Linked DNA regions of Sus scrofa: regions 2 and 3 are each linked to region 1. The links are chromatin contacts, called in public HiChIP or PLAC-seq maps. All regions are on one chromosome and are shown on one strand. The core of a region is the stretch at or near the end of the contact, and the rest is flanking DNA. Distances in the headings are between cores, read along the strand shown.

Region 1 (4,075 bases), core at 660-3,159:
AGGCATATGGCCTAGCCAGTTGGAGCCAAGGCTCAATGCCAAGACTTCCGTTCCAACTGCGGGGAGAGAGGCTCTTTGCAGGGGACACATCCAAGGGGCTCGGAAGCAAAGGTCAGCAGGACTGCAGAGTCTGACTGGCAACCCGCCTTGGGTAGGCAACCAAACTGGAAATAATCATCAAATTAGGGTGGTTCCCCGGGAGACAGACTCTGAGAATAGCTGAGATTTACACAGAGGGTTAATTGGGGTGTGCCTCGGAATCAACACCAGCAGGGAATGAGGGAAGAAAGGCCAGACTGAACAGATGGAGAAGGTCAACACAATGCAGCAGAATAGAGACTTCATCTGCTGCTAAAGGAGCTCTGGTTTGGGAATGACTCACTCTTCAAAATTACCCTCCCCTGAGGCAAGGGGGCCTCAGTACCCCACCTCCATTGACTAGTCTTTGCATGCAGGCTGTTACTTGGCCTCATCCCAGAAGCTATGATATTGGGTGAAGTGACACTCTTCAACTGAGGACAATTCCCAGGTGAGAACCATTGCTAGCCACCTGTCTCCAAGCAGGTAGACAACAGGTGCCTCAATAGTGGAGAGGGAATCTGGGTGACCCATCACAGCATCCACAAGCATTGCGGCTAGAAATGAGCACCCACCTAGAACCGGAAGAGAAGTCTCTAAGCATCTACCTTCCATAATATACTGACAGTAGTAAGACAAAATGGCACAACCAGCTTCATGGTGTTTCCAAAGGGGGGCTATCTGAGATCCTACAAAGCACAAGGCAGAAATTGTTTTGGGACATTTGAGCTTAGTCCCGGCTCTAAGCTTCCCTCTCCACTATCCCTCTAACCGAGCACCTAGAGAGTTGGATGTTTGTGAATGTTCTCTTACACAAATGCATGTACATGTGACTTTCTTGGGGAACAGTGACAAAGCTAGAACACTGCTAGCACTCAGCTGTGTTCTCCATTCTTGCAGGACTCTAATTTCTCCCATGGCTCACCAATGACCTCAATCTCTTTGTTTCTAATGTTCTCTTCTCAACCTGTCCTGGCTATTCCCTTTGAGGCATTTACACTGCTGAGCACTGTGATGCTTGTTGAAACCGACCTCTCCTTTGTCTTCCATCATACCACTCAGCTTCTCATAGAGATTGTTTCTTCTGCCCATATCTTAAAAGTTGGCTGAGCCCAAGCTTCCATCCCCATCTTGTTCCCTAAGAACTAGTGATTTTTCTCTCTCAAAGTCCACCATATGCACTTACTCCACACTGTTCATACAATATACCCGCCTCCAATCTCTTGCTGGGATTGTTTACTTCCAATCAATTCTCTCCTCCTTTCAATCCATCCTTCTAATGGATCTTTCTAAACACAACATTTCTGAAATAGACATTTCTCAACACAACACGCCACGCTTTAAAATCCCATCCAATGTGGTTCGAATTCAAAGTCAAGGTCCTGTCATTTTTAGGCTCAGCCTTCAGTCCCAGCGTCATCTTCCATCGCTGTGTGCTAAAACCAACCACCTTAAACCTCACTTGCCTGATACATCACACTTGGCCATGGCTTTCTCCTTTAGTTCATAAGGTCTGCCACAGAGATTCTTCCTTCTACCATTCTCTATGAGGTAAGCCCATCCGTGAAGGTCCAGGGTGACACCTTCTCTGTGCAGCCTTCCTCAAATCAGTGCCCCACCTCAGTGCACCCAGAGCATGTTGTGCGTGGCTCTATGATAACTGCTTTCACACAACACTATTTGCCCTTCCATTTCTCTCCCCTGATGAATTATAAATGGCTCGAGAGCAAGCACTGGAGCATATTTATCTCAGTGTTTTCCAGCACTTATCATGGTGTCCGACACGTAACTGCTAGACATAACTATTTACTCAATGAGGTTGACATCCCACTTCCAGTGCTCCACAGCATATGTAGAGGAAGTTGCAAAAAAAGGAGCGGGAGGGGATCAGAATGTAGAGCCAAAGGTCTAACAAGCTTATGTCATTTCTTTTTCAATCTAGACAAAGCTGTCCCGGCCACTGCCCCTTCTGCACCCCCCAACTCGTCTCCCAACTGTACAAAACTTGTCACAGGCATAAGCTGCTACAGTATTCTCAGCTCTAAAGAAAATTCATAAAACCCGTTGGTGTAAGATGTGCCGCAGGTGCGTGGAGAAGACAGGCTGTCAGGATGTGACCATGTGCAATGCAAAAAGGAGAAGACTCTATGCTTAATAATCATGTTACAAAGACAGGAAAGCTAAGAGACAAGAATCAGCTTAATTCTCCTCTCATGTTTGCTTAGTGGCTCGTAAAGCCAGGACGGGCAGCATGGAAGAAGGTTACATACACCAAGGAGAAAAGAGCAAATCATTGACATTTACCAAAGTCAGAAATCCCTGTTGGCTACACATGCCTTTATTCAGATCTTAACCTTTGCTGGGAGGCTGAAAAGAAAATTTAATTCTAAGGTAGAGTAGTTTACATTATTTCATAATGAAATATAACGACGTATCAAAAGACAAGCTGTTCCATGAAAGAAAATGTAACTTCTCAGCAAGTCCTGATGAAGGCAAATTTGGTTAGTCGTAATAATAAAAACACAATAATCTCTGACATTTCATGATCCTTTAATGTGCCAGGCACTAGTCTAAGCATTTTCCATGAATAGGTTATTTAATGATCATAGTTCTATCAAGTGGATGTTATTGTGGTCTTCATTTTACTGTGGAGGAAACTGAGGCCCAGAGAGAGTAAGCTCCAAGTCAGAATCACACCACTGAGGGGTGGCTGAGCCAGGATGGGTGGTGGGTCAGATTCCAAACCCTGGGTTCTTAACCACTCACTACCTCATCTGCTTCATGGAATCCGCATTCCCGGCCCTTGATTTACCACTTGCTAGCTCTCCAGCCTTGGGCAAATTTTCAAAACTACCCTAAGTCTCAACTTCTTCATCTTTAAAACGGGGACTATATTATCTCCCAGACAGGGTTACTGTGAAGACTGTGAAAGTGTCCAGTCTAGCTCAGGGCCAACAAATACTAACTTCTTTCCTTCCTTTTCTTTTTCCCTGGGAAAGAGTTCATTTAATAGACAACTCAGTCTATATTTCATCTATTTTCAACTAATAAAGCCAGCAAAAGAAAAACCTAGTGTTTGTCAACCAAGATCACCACACACTTAACAATCAGGGTCAGATATTTGTGGACAAACAAGTGTCTCTTTAGAAATTAGTGACACAACTTGGAAGACACATTAATTTCTTTGGGTTCCTGGGATGCTGGAATAAATTCTGTCTCTCAGCTGATGAAATTCAGGTGGCATCAGCAGGCTCAAGTCTGACTTCTCAGCAGGGTGGAGTGATTTAAGATCTAGGAGTTAATATTCTCAGTCACTGAGTTATACTTTAATTCTTCCAGGTCCCCTGAATGACACTGGATTTATTGGAACACTAAATAACATCGCTGGACTAAATCCCCAATACTGAAAAAGGCAAACCTAAGTATTCAACTAAGACGACTACCTGCTCAGCATCATAAAAGATGTTACGTATTCTACCCAGCCCCTTCCCCTTTCTCTGAAGATGAAATCAAGAGAGAAATTGTGAGGGATCATAGCAATAGTTTGCACAGACTCTAGACAACCCTTCTCCCAAACTCCTCTTAAAGACATGGCCGATCTCTGGCGGATCTTTCACTTGAGGTCACCAGCTCTGTGGCAGGGTGAAATAAACCCCCGCAGAATGTGGATGGCTGATATAGCTCCCAAAATGACTACCTACCCCCAGATTCCCTACTGACATCTGCCAAAAGACTGTGCTTACTCTAAACTTATGGGTCTTAAAAAGACCAAAATGTTATTTCTCTTAGAACCATATTTAGCAGCTGTTTTGTTCAGTTTCAGCCCTAACTGACAAGCATATGCTTACAAAAGCAAAACAGAACAAAGAAAACAGGAACAGTAGGAGAACTCTCCACATTTATCTTGAGCCTTCAGGCTTTTCAACACCATCGTTATTCCAAAGTAAGTACAGAGCTGGGAAACATTTGCTGACGCAACACAACATCCCCCAATTCT
Region 2 (4,075 bases), core at 961-3,460, 160 kb before region 1:
CAGGCAAAGGACCACTTTTTCATCTTTTTTTTTTTTTTTTTTTTGCTTTTTAGGGCCGCACCCACAGCATATGGAGGTTCCCAGGCTAGGCGTTGATTAGAGCTACAGCTGCCGGCGGCCTACGCCAGAGCCACAGCAACTCGGGATCTGAGCCACGTCTATGACCTACACCACAGCTCACGGCAGTGCCAGATCCTTAACCCACTGGGCAAGGCCAGGAATTGAATCTGCAACCTCATGGTTCCTACTTGAATTCGTTTCCGTTGCGCCACAATGGGAAGGAACTCTTTTTCATCTTTGAATTTCTAATGTCTGTCATAAAGTAGGTGTTTTGTAAAGTTTATCAAATAAATTAATAAAAAATCATGCTAAATTAAACACTAAATAGCCTATATTAATTGAGGACCTATGGCAATGTGGTTAACAGGATGAACTTCAAAGATAGAGTTAAAATACCCAGGTTGAAATATTCACTGCACCATCTGCACCTTAACATTAAACAAGGTACTTAATGCACCTAGTTTTTTCATCTCTATAAGGGGATTAATAATGGAGTTTGGTGGCTGTTGAGGGCATTCAGTAAATCAAGATATGGAAAGTATTTTAAAAAGTGCTGGCTCATAATAATCACTCCATCAATGTTTTCTGCCACTATTATTATTTTGGGCTGGAATATAAAAAATAACCTAGAGAGGCACTTTGCTTAATGATTAAATAGGTTTTAAATATATCCACTATAATGATACGGTCTCATAATAATATATTTCTCCCGTTTTTACCTGCCCAGCATCTTTCCTACCCTTTGCTTTAACAGCTCTCAGGTTTTTCTTTGGGGCATCCTTCTTCCCAACTCTCAGCCCCTATGGTAGGTTCCAGGGCCAGGCATCCAACCCTGACATGGCTGAAGAGAAACATGAATTGGTTATGGGGTGGTGACATGGCCCAAGCTGAGCCACTGATATTCAGACTGGCATTTGCTGGGACTAAGGGTAATGGAGTAATTAGAACATGAACCTGAAGCTGCTAGTGGAAAGAAAGCAGAGCCCAGAATTGGAGAGAAATAAAATTCCTAGTCAATCAGGTGACTTCCTAGATCCTGCTGAGCTTTTTTTTTTTTTTAAATATACGCAGGACAATGAATTCTGTTTTCAGCTTTATTCATTCTGAGCGGGGCTTTGGTACCACAACTCAGAGTGTCCTGAGGAATATGATCGCAACCAGGCATTGTAAAGATGGAAGCTTAGCATACTAAGTTATTATGTTGTTAAGTCCTATATGGGGTCCAAGGTATCACTGTAAAGGGACTAGTTTACACCAGGAATTTTTGTCCAAATGAAGATGGGGATTATTTGCAGGGTTATTAAAGAATCATAGTCTCATCCTACTCAGTGACCAGTAAGCAAGAAATACAAGACCCTAGAAAACTGTTCTCTAACTCTGATGCACATGAAGCTCTTTCAGCAGCAGAAAAGGCAACCTCTGAGGCTCCACCCAGGACTCTTCAGCAAGCCCAGGAATCTGCATTCCTAATGAACATCCCAGGGGTGCTGATAGTCCACAGATGCTGCTCGTCCACTTCGAGTAACATTACCCTAAAGGGTCTAATTTTGTTTAGATGATTAGAGTACACAAATCCAGCTGGGAAGGAATCCCCCAAAGCGACAAAATGCAGAAATTCTCATAATTATTTCAGAAACTGAAAGAACTTCAAAGACTGAGTCTGAGTTTAAGGCCTAATTCTGAAGCAAATATTAGCAAATGTGGAAGCATCTCAGCTCTAAAAACTGAAGAACATAAGCATTATATCTAGTTTTATCCATGGCTATTTTCTTTTAAAAAAGGAAGTGGTAGAGAATAAAAACAATAATTAAAAAATTGATTTCAAGATTACAGTTTTATCAATTTCATTACAATAAACTATAGTAACTTTGCAGAAGATCACTGCAAACAATTAACAAAGCCGACCTTTGAGAATTCATCTCAGAGCAGCTATAATGAGCACAATTATAATAATTGGTAAGAAGCTTTTGCAGCGTTCCATAATACACAAAAGACAACATGGTAGAATGAAATAGATTGTTTTCTGAGGATACCACATGAGTTTCACAAAGGAAATCTTATGTTGACTGTGATATGTAAGGGGTGATACAAGAGTCATTTGATGATGTATCATACACCATGGGAAATAAGAAAACCATTTCCCGATGTGTATCCATGTTTGTCTTTGTCAAGAGTCAGTGGTTACGTAATGGGCAATATGTGCCTAAATCAGGGAACTAGCCAGCCCTTTCAACAGAAATTCCTCAAGAGAATTAAGCCTAAATACTATAAAGCATCCATTGTGTGCAATGGATTGACACTCCTATGCATTGAAAATGATGCTAGCTCTGTATCATCCTTGAGAATTGAGAAAATAGTCTTTGAATCATTTTCTTTAGGCCTCAGTTGCCTTATGGAATCCGTTTAGAGAGGCTAAGTGACTCTCCTTAAACTAAAAATACAAATACTGGGATAAATCGCTGTGCAACTTTTATGATTCCAAGGAAGGTGGTCTAGCAATAGTATATGGTTCTCTGAGCTATTTTAGGTCTCACAAATAGAACCAGAACAAGTGATATTCAGTGCTTTCAAGTCATACTTTGTGCGTCAATATACAGCTTTGTGCACACTCGTGCTCTGTGATTAATGATGTCCTGGAACTCAGCTGCAGTTCTGCAGGACCACATAATAGAACTTTACAGCATGAATGTCTTGGATGCCATCCATATCCATTAGTTGTGCAACTGCCAAGTGCATCACATTATTGGAGATCCTATTCAATCCAAGGAAAATACAGTAGTATGACTTCAGCAGAATTGCAAAATAAATTCTAACTTGTTTTGTGGTGAGAGCTCTGCAAAAGATTTACACATTTCTAATGGGTTTCTATGCAGAGAATGATAATATCTGATTTGACTTTTTTTGTGTCAGACCCTACTAATTAACAAACAATACAAGCATCCATTCTCCCTTCATTCCTGACTAGTAATAGAACTCCAATTACCTGGACACATTGGTAGAATCAGAGACTACATTTCCCAGTTTCCCTTGTGGCTAGATAGAGCCAATGAAAGCATAAGTAAGCAGAAATGCTATACGTAAGTAGAAAATATTTTACTGGAAGAGGCTGTCTTCTGTACCCTTCTGCCCTCACCGACTCCGCCCCTCCCCACCTCCTACTCCCCTTTTTCTAGCCTGCCAAAGAATGTGATCAATGGAAATCCAACAACCACCTCTAGTCTTGGAACTGACCTTAAGTGTGGAAGCTGTGTGTTAGAATGATGGAGCAGATAAAAACACCCTCCTATGCCACCACATCACTGCTATACATTCCTGGGCTGTCGACTCTAGATACCTTTAGCATCAGAGAGCCTAACACCTCCATCACACCGAAGCCTCTGTTATTTTGAGCTTTCTCTTGCAAGTGGCAGAACCTAAACCTAATTAAAATAAACTACATGGATTTTCTTATTCAGTAAAGGCCAGGTGAATTAATAAATCAACTGGGATTAAATATTAGAACTGGCTTGCAACCTCTGAGACTGGAACAATGTATTTATGACAAATATAAGTATTACGTTATCAAGTGCTTATAAACATATGGGAACAAAATTTTTTACTTGTTAAAAAAGCATATAAATTTTAAAATGCATATAATTTAAAGAGAAATTCTGATAAATAATAAGGAAAGGAAGGAAGTCAACACAATGTGTGATATAAATAAAAAATAGTGAAATTAGTATCATAGTTAACAGTGTAGTATATAATGTATACTTATCAAAGGTAAGGAACTAGACCAGAGAAGGTACAGATTGAAGTCTAACTTACAGACATTCTTTGCATTTTTCTTATTTATATACTGCTTCTTGATTACCTTTGTGTGACCCATTCATTCTATCTCTCTTTACATTAAATAATCCATTTCTGGGCCAAAGGGAAGACTCTTGTCTTTCAGCTTTTATGAACAGCTGACAGACAGCTTAGAAAAATCCCACGACAACAGAAAATCATTAACATGCTTTTGATGTCCATGAGT
Region 3 (4,075 bases), core at 601-3,100, 160 kb after region 1:
GCCCAAGAACTTTCGTGTGCTGAGGGCATGGCCAAAAAAATATTTTTAATTCTAAGAAACATTCTCTTTCACGAAATATGAGTATAAACTATATATAATTTTGTTACCTGCATTTAAGCATTTTCCAAGTTATTAAAAACTTCATAATAATTATTTTATCATATAAACACACCATGCTTCTTTGTCTCATCCCCAATTGTTGGCTCTGTGTATTTACAACTTTTTACTCTTACGAATAATGCTGCAATAAATCTTTTTAATTCATTCGATTTGCCCACAGATTTTATCTTACCCCAGTTGCCTTCATAGGATTGAATTTTCCTTATATTAACATACTGGCATAAACATATTTTTCTTTCTTACTATATACCAGTAAACTGAAACTGATTTTTTCTTTTTTTTAAATACGGACCCTCTCTCACACTAAGATTTTCTAGTAAGACTATTAGGCTTTTGAAATAGCAAGACAATTGTTGGTCACAGATTGGAGCCTTAGGTCATTCAGTCCTGTGTCTATGTACAGGGAGGTAGCTGAGACCCATAGAAGTGGAATGACGTGCAAGGGCACATAGTGAATTAGTGACCAAGGTGGAAAAGCAACTTTATAAATACTGCCCAAGGACTGGGAGCTTTGGAGGATTAGGAAGCAGCAAACAACGATAGGGCAGAAGATAGAGAGTTGCCGGTATAGTGCAGTGGATTAATGATCTGGCTTGTCTCTGTGGAGGCGCAGGTTCGATCCCTGGCCCAGTGCAGTGCGTTAAGGATCTGGCATTGCTGCAGCTGTGGTGTAGGTCCCAGAAAGGGATTTGATCACTGGCCTGGGAACTTCAATATGCCCTGGTGCAGCCAAAAAAGAAAAAAAGAGAGAGAGAGAATGAAAAAAGACTTAGTTCTAGAAGGGGAAGGAATAGCAAGATGGGTAGGAGAGAGGGAAGGAGGTTTGATTAGGGAGGTAAAGAAAACTGAGTTCAAGGATGGCAGTGTAAAAAGAAAAAGTTAACATATAGAGACTTCGATGGAAAGGGTTCTCAACTTTGGTACTATTGGCATTTGGGCCAGATGATTCTTCGTGGTGTGCTATCCTGTGCATTGTAGGATGGTTAGCAGCATCTCTGGCCTCTACCCCCCAACATCCAGTAGCAACTGGGGCCCCCAGTTGTGAGACAACCCAAAATGTCCCCAGACATAGCCAAAAGTCCCCTGGGGCAAAATCACACCAAGCTGAGAAGCATGGCTGTGTGTTATTGTTCTCTGATGCCACTACTGGAGAAACACCTCCCCCATTTCTTATTTTACTGGAAAGGAATCTAAAACATCTCCTGAAAGAGGGAATTGGAAGCAAAACATTCACATGCAGTTTATAGAATGTCCCCAAACAGAAAGGCAAGGAGAGAAAATCATTAAATAAAGCCCATTTTTCTGACAAATAAAATGAGACCGGAAATATAGAATTTGCTTTAGGCACTGGGATGAGTCAGAGAGAAACCAGTAAGAGAAACATGAACTTAGCTTCTGACCTTTAGAAAAGAAGAACAATTTCATCACTAACCCTTCCCCAATTTAATCCTGGATCTTTGTGAGAACAAGGAAGAAAATCTCCACTAGGAAATCTGCTGTGGAAGCTAATGAAATGTCAGGAATTGGAAGTAACAGGCAGAAATTTTTCCTTTCTGTTCTGAAGGACAAAAGCAAAGGGTGGAAAGAGTTAGAGTCTCTGATTCAAAAAAAATAAATAAAAAAAATTAGCCATTGTTAACCAAGCATTATAAAGTGCCTTATATACACACTCTTTCCCTAGAGCCCACATCAGCCCTTGAGTCAGGTCCTATTTTTATCACTTGACAGATGAGAAGCTAAGGGTCAGAAGTTAGGTAACTTGCCCAAGGTCAGTTAGCCAGGTGATGAGATTAAGATTTCAAACCAGGCTTGTCTGATTACCAAGGCAGGGCAGTAAACTGTCAGCACCCCTCCCCTGCCATCAACAGCCTACTCCTATAAGATTGCTACTCAGTCCCACTTCAGGGTGTTTTCTTAAAAAGAAAAAACCATAGTTCACCTCACCATGATCATGGGCAAGAGTACTGGGCACTTCACTGGGCACTTCCTGTAACAAGAGTCTAACCTGGAGGCTCTTTCCCAGGAGTTCACCTGCATCTGAACTGTGTGGGAAGAGCAACAGAATATGTCTCACTAGGTGCTATCAGAGTCCGGTCCCCAGCTGGTACCCATTCTAGTCCTCTGGCTGCCTTTCACAAAACACAAAGCTATCTCCCCAGCTCCAGCCCCGAAGAGCCACAGCTGCCCTGGCCCAGCTGGCCTGCTCTCCTCCTGGCACAAAATGCAGTGATTCCTTCTTTCACAAACACAATTAGAGCATTTCTGTCAGACTTTTTAAAAGACTTTTTTTTTTTTGATGTAAAAAGAATGAAATAATGCCATTTGCAGCAACATGGATGGACCTAGAGATCATCACGCTAAGTGAAATTAAGTCAGACAAGACAAATATGATATGATATCACTTATCTGTAGAATCTTAAAAAAATGATACAAATGAACTTATTTACAAAACAGAAATAGACTCACAGACATAGAAAACAAACTTATGGTTAGGAAAAGGGAAAAGGGGAGGGATAAATTAGGAGTTTGGGATTAGCAGATACATACTACTGTTATATAAATTAGATAAATGTCAAGGACTTACTGTATAGCACAGGGAACTATATTCAATATCTTCTAATAACCTATGATGGAAAGGAATTTGAAAAAGAATAGATATATATGTATAACTCAATCATTTTGCTATATACCTGAAACTAACACAACATTGTAAATCAATGATACTTCAATTAAAAACAAGACTGTATTTTAGATAAGTTTTAGATTCACAGCAAACTTTAGGTGAAGGTACAAAGATTTTCCATAAACCCTCTGCCCCCACATGTTATCAACACTTCCACAAGAGAAGTGCATTGGCTATAATTTATGAACCTACATTGACATGATATAATCACCCAATGTCTGTAGTTCAAATTAGAATTTATTTTTGGGGTTGACTTTTTAATTTCTTAAGAACTTTTGGAATTGTGTTTGGGATTTTTAAAAAGAGCTACTATGGTGTTGTATTTTAAAAGCAATTTTGTTTCCACTGAGGGAGGGCTTCAGGAGGCAAGAGCTGGTTTTCAAACCTTTCCCTTCAAGCAGAAATATTCTGTGAGTTCTTGGGGTATGCAGTACAGATATCACATGCCTTCCGTGCATGGTTCCCAGGATGACAAATAGATATGTTGAGGATAATAACAGTAACAACAACAAGAAACAATGTAACCTGCTTACTCTGAGTCATGTACTCTTAGACATGAGCCATACACTTTTACACTTTTACACATGAGCAAACTGAGGTCCAGAGAAGTTCAGTCACTTGTCTGAGGTCACACAGCTAAGAAGTACAAAACCTTAAAAAACAGAGGAGCGGAAATCTTTCAGTATAATTAAAAAAAAAAAAATTTTCTTCTTTCAACCACCTGCATATGGGCGGTTCTGAGAACACAGCCTTGTTTCCTTCCACAAATATTTATTGAAACCCTACCATGAGCCGTTCAAAGAAGGGTGGTGAGATCAGAGTTCCTAGGCTGTGATTTCAGCATTGGATAGAGGCGTGCAATGGTATTAGAAAATCTTCGCAATGTGAAAACAAGCTCTCTCCTACTTAGTGCCTCCACCTGGCAAACCGATCCCGTTTGCCTTCACAGGAGGAAGCGACAGGGCTGACACCTATTGTCTGTTCATGTTCATCCACTCAACCCTGGACTCTCCCTCCCCTCCCCCCCCACACACATGAAATGCTCCACCTGGTGAACAGTGCCCCCCTAAATGCCAGGCCTCATGGGCATGGACACTCCTTATCCTGCCCATCTTCTCTGTGGCATTTGACACTCTTACCAACTTTTTCTTGAAACTCCCTTTTCTTGAAACTCTAATGACTTTCCAAGACCACCCCTTTCTTGTTTCCCTCCCACTCCTCTGCTGCTACTTCTCAATATCTTTCATTGTAAGTAATTTCAAAACATGGAAC

Evidence for each region. HiChIP or PLAC-seq counts read pairs in DNA pulled down with a chosen protein or histone mark.
Region 2: a contact with region 1 is called in an H3K27ac HiChIP or PLAC-seq map of alveolar macrophages. The contact joins two enhancer-like sites. A contact is called at or near these places in 1 of 47 Hi-C or Micro-C datasets (fibroblasts) and 2 of 2 datasets of contacts at active chromatin or transcription factors (alveolar macrophages and skeletal muscle).
Region 3: an H3K27ac HiChIP or PLAC-seq map of alveolar macrophages shows a contact between it and region 1. The contact joins two enhancer-like sites. A contact is called at or near these places in 1 of 47 Hi-C or Micro-C datasets (skeletal muscle) and 1 of 2 datasets of contacts at active chromatin or transcription factors (alveolar macrophages).

Annotation. Positions count from the first base shown.
Region 1 is chr13:109,969,797-109,973,871 of Sscrofa11.1, forward strand. The region is part of intron 1 of TNIK (TRAF2 and NCK-interacting protein kinase); the gene reads right to left. Among named protein-coding and RNA genes, the nearest start is that of TNIK, 81 kb to the right of the region's middle. Within about 2 kb of position 1,910, at least 2 of the 83 cell types and tissues checked have an H3K27ac peak or open chromatin away from gene starts, as enhancers often do. A contact at or near this core is called in alveolar macrophages, where this site is marked.
Region 2 is chr13:109,812,576-109,816,650 of Sscrofa11.1, forward strand. The region is part of intron 3 of TNIK (TRAF2 and NCK-interacting protein kinase); the gene reads right to left. Among named protein-coding and RNA genes, the nearest start is that of SLC2A2, 200 kb to the left of the region's middle. Within about 2 kb of position 2,211, at least 6 of the 83 cell types and tissues checked have an H3K27ac peak or open chromatin away from gene starts, as enhancers often do. A contact at or near this core is called in alveolar macrophages, where this site is marked.
Region 3 is chr13:110,126,706-110,130,780 of Sscrofa11.1, forward strand. The region is part of intron 5 of LOC106507999 (a long non-coding RNA gene); the gene reads left to right. Among named protein-coding and RNA genes, the nearest start is that of TNIK, 76 kb to the left of the region's middle. Within about 2 kb of position 1,851, at least 10 of the 83 cell types and tissues checked have an H3K27ac peak or open chromatin away from gene starts, as enhancers often do. A contact at or near this core is called in alveolar macrophages, where this site is marked.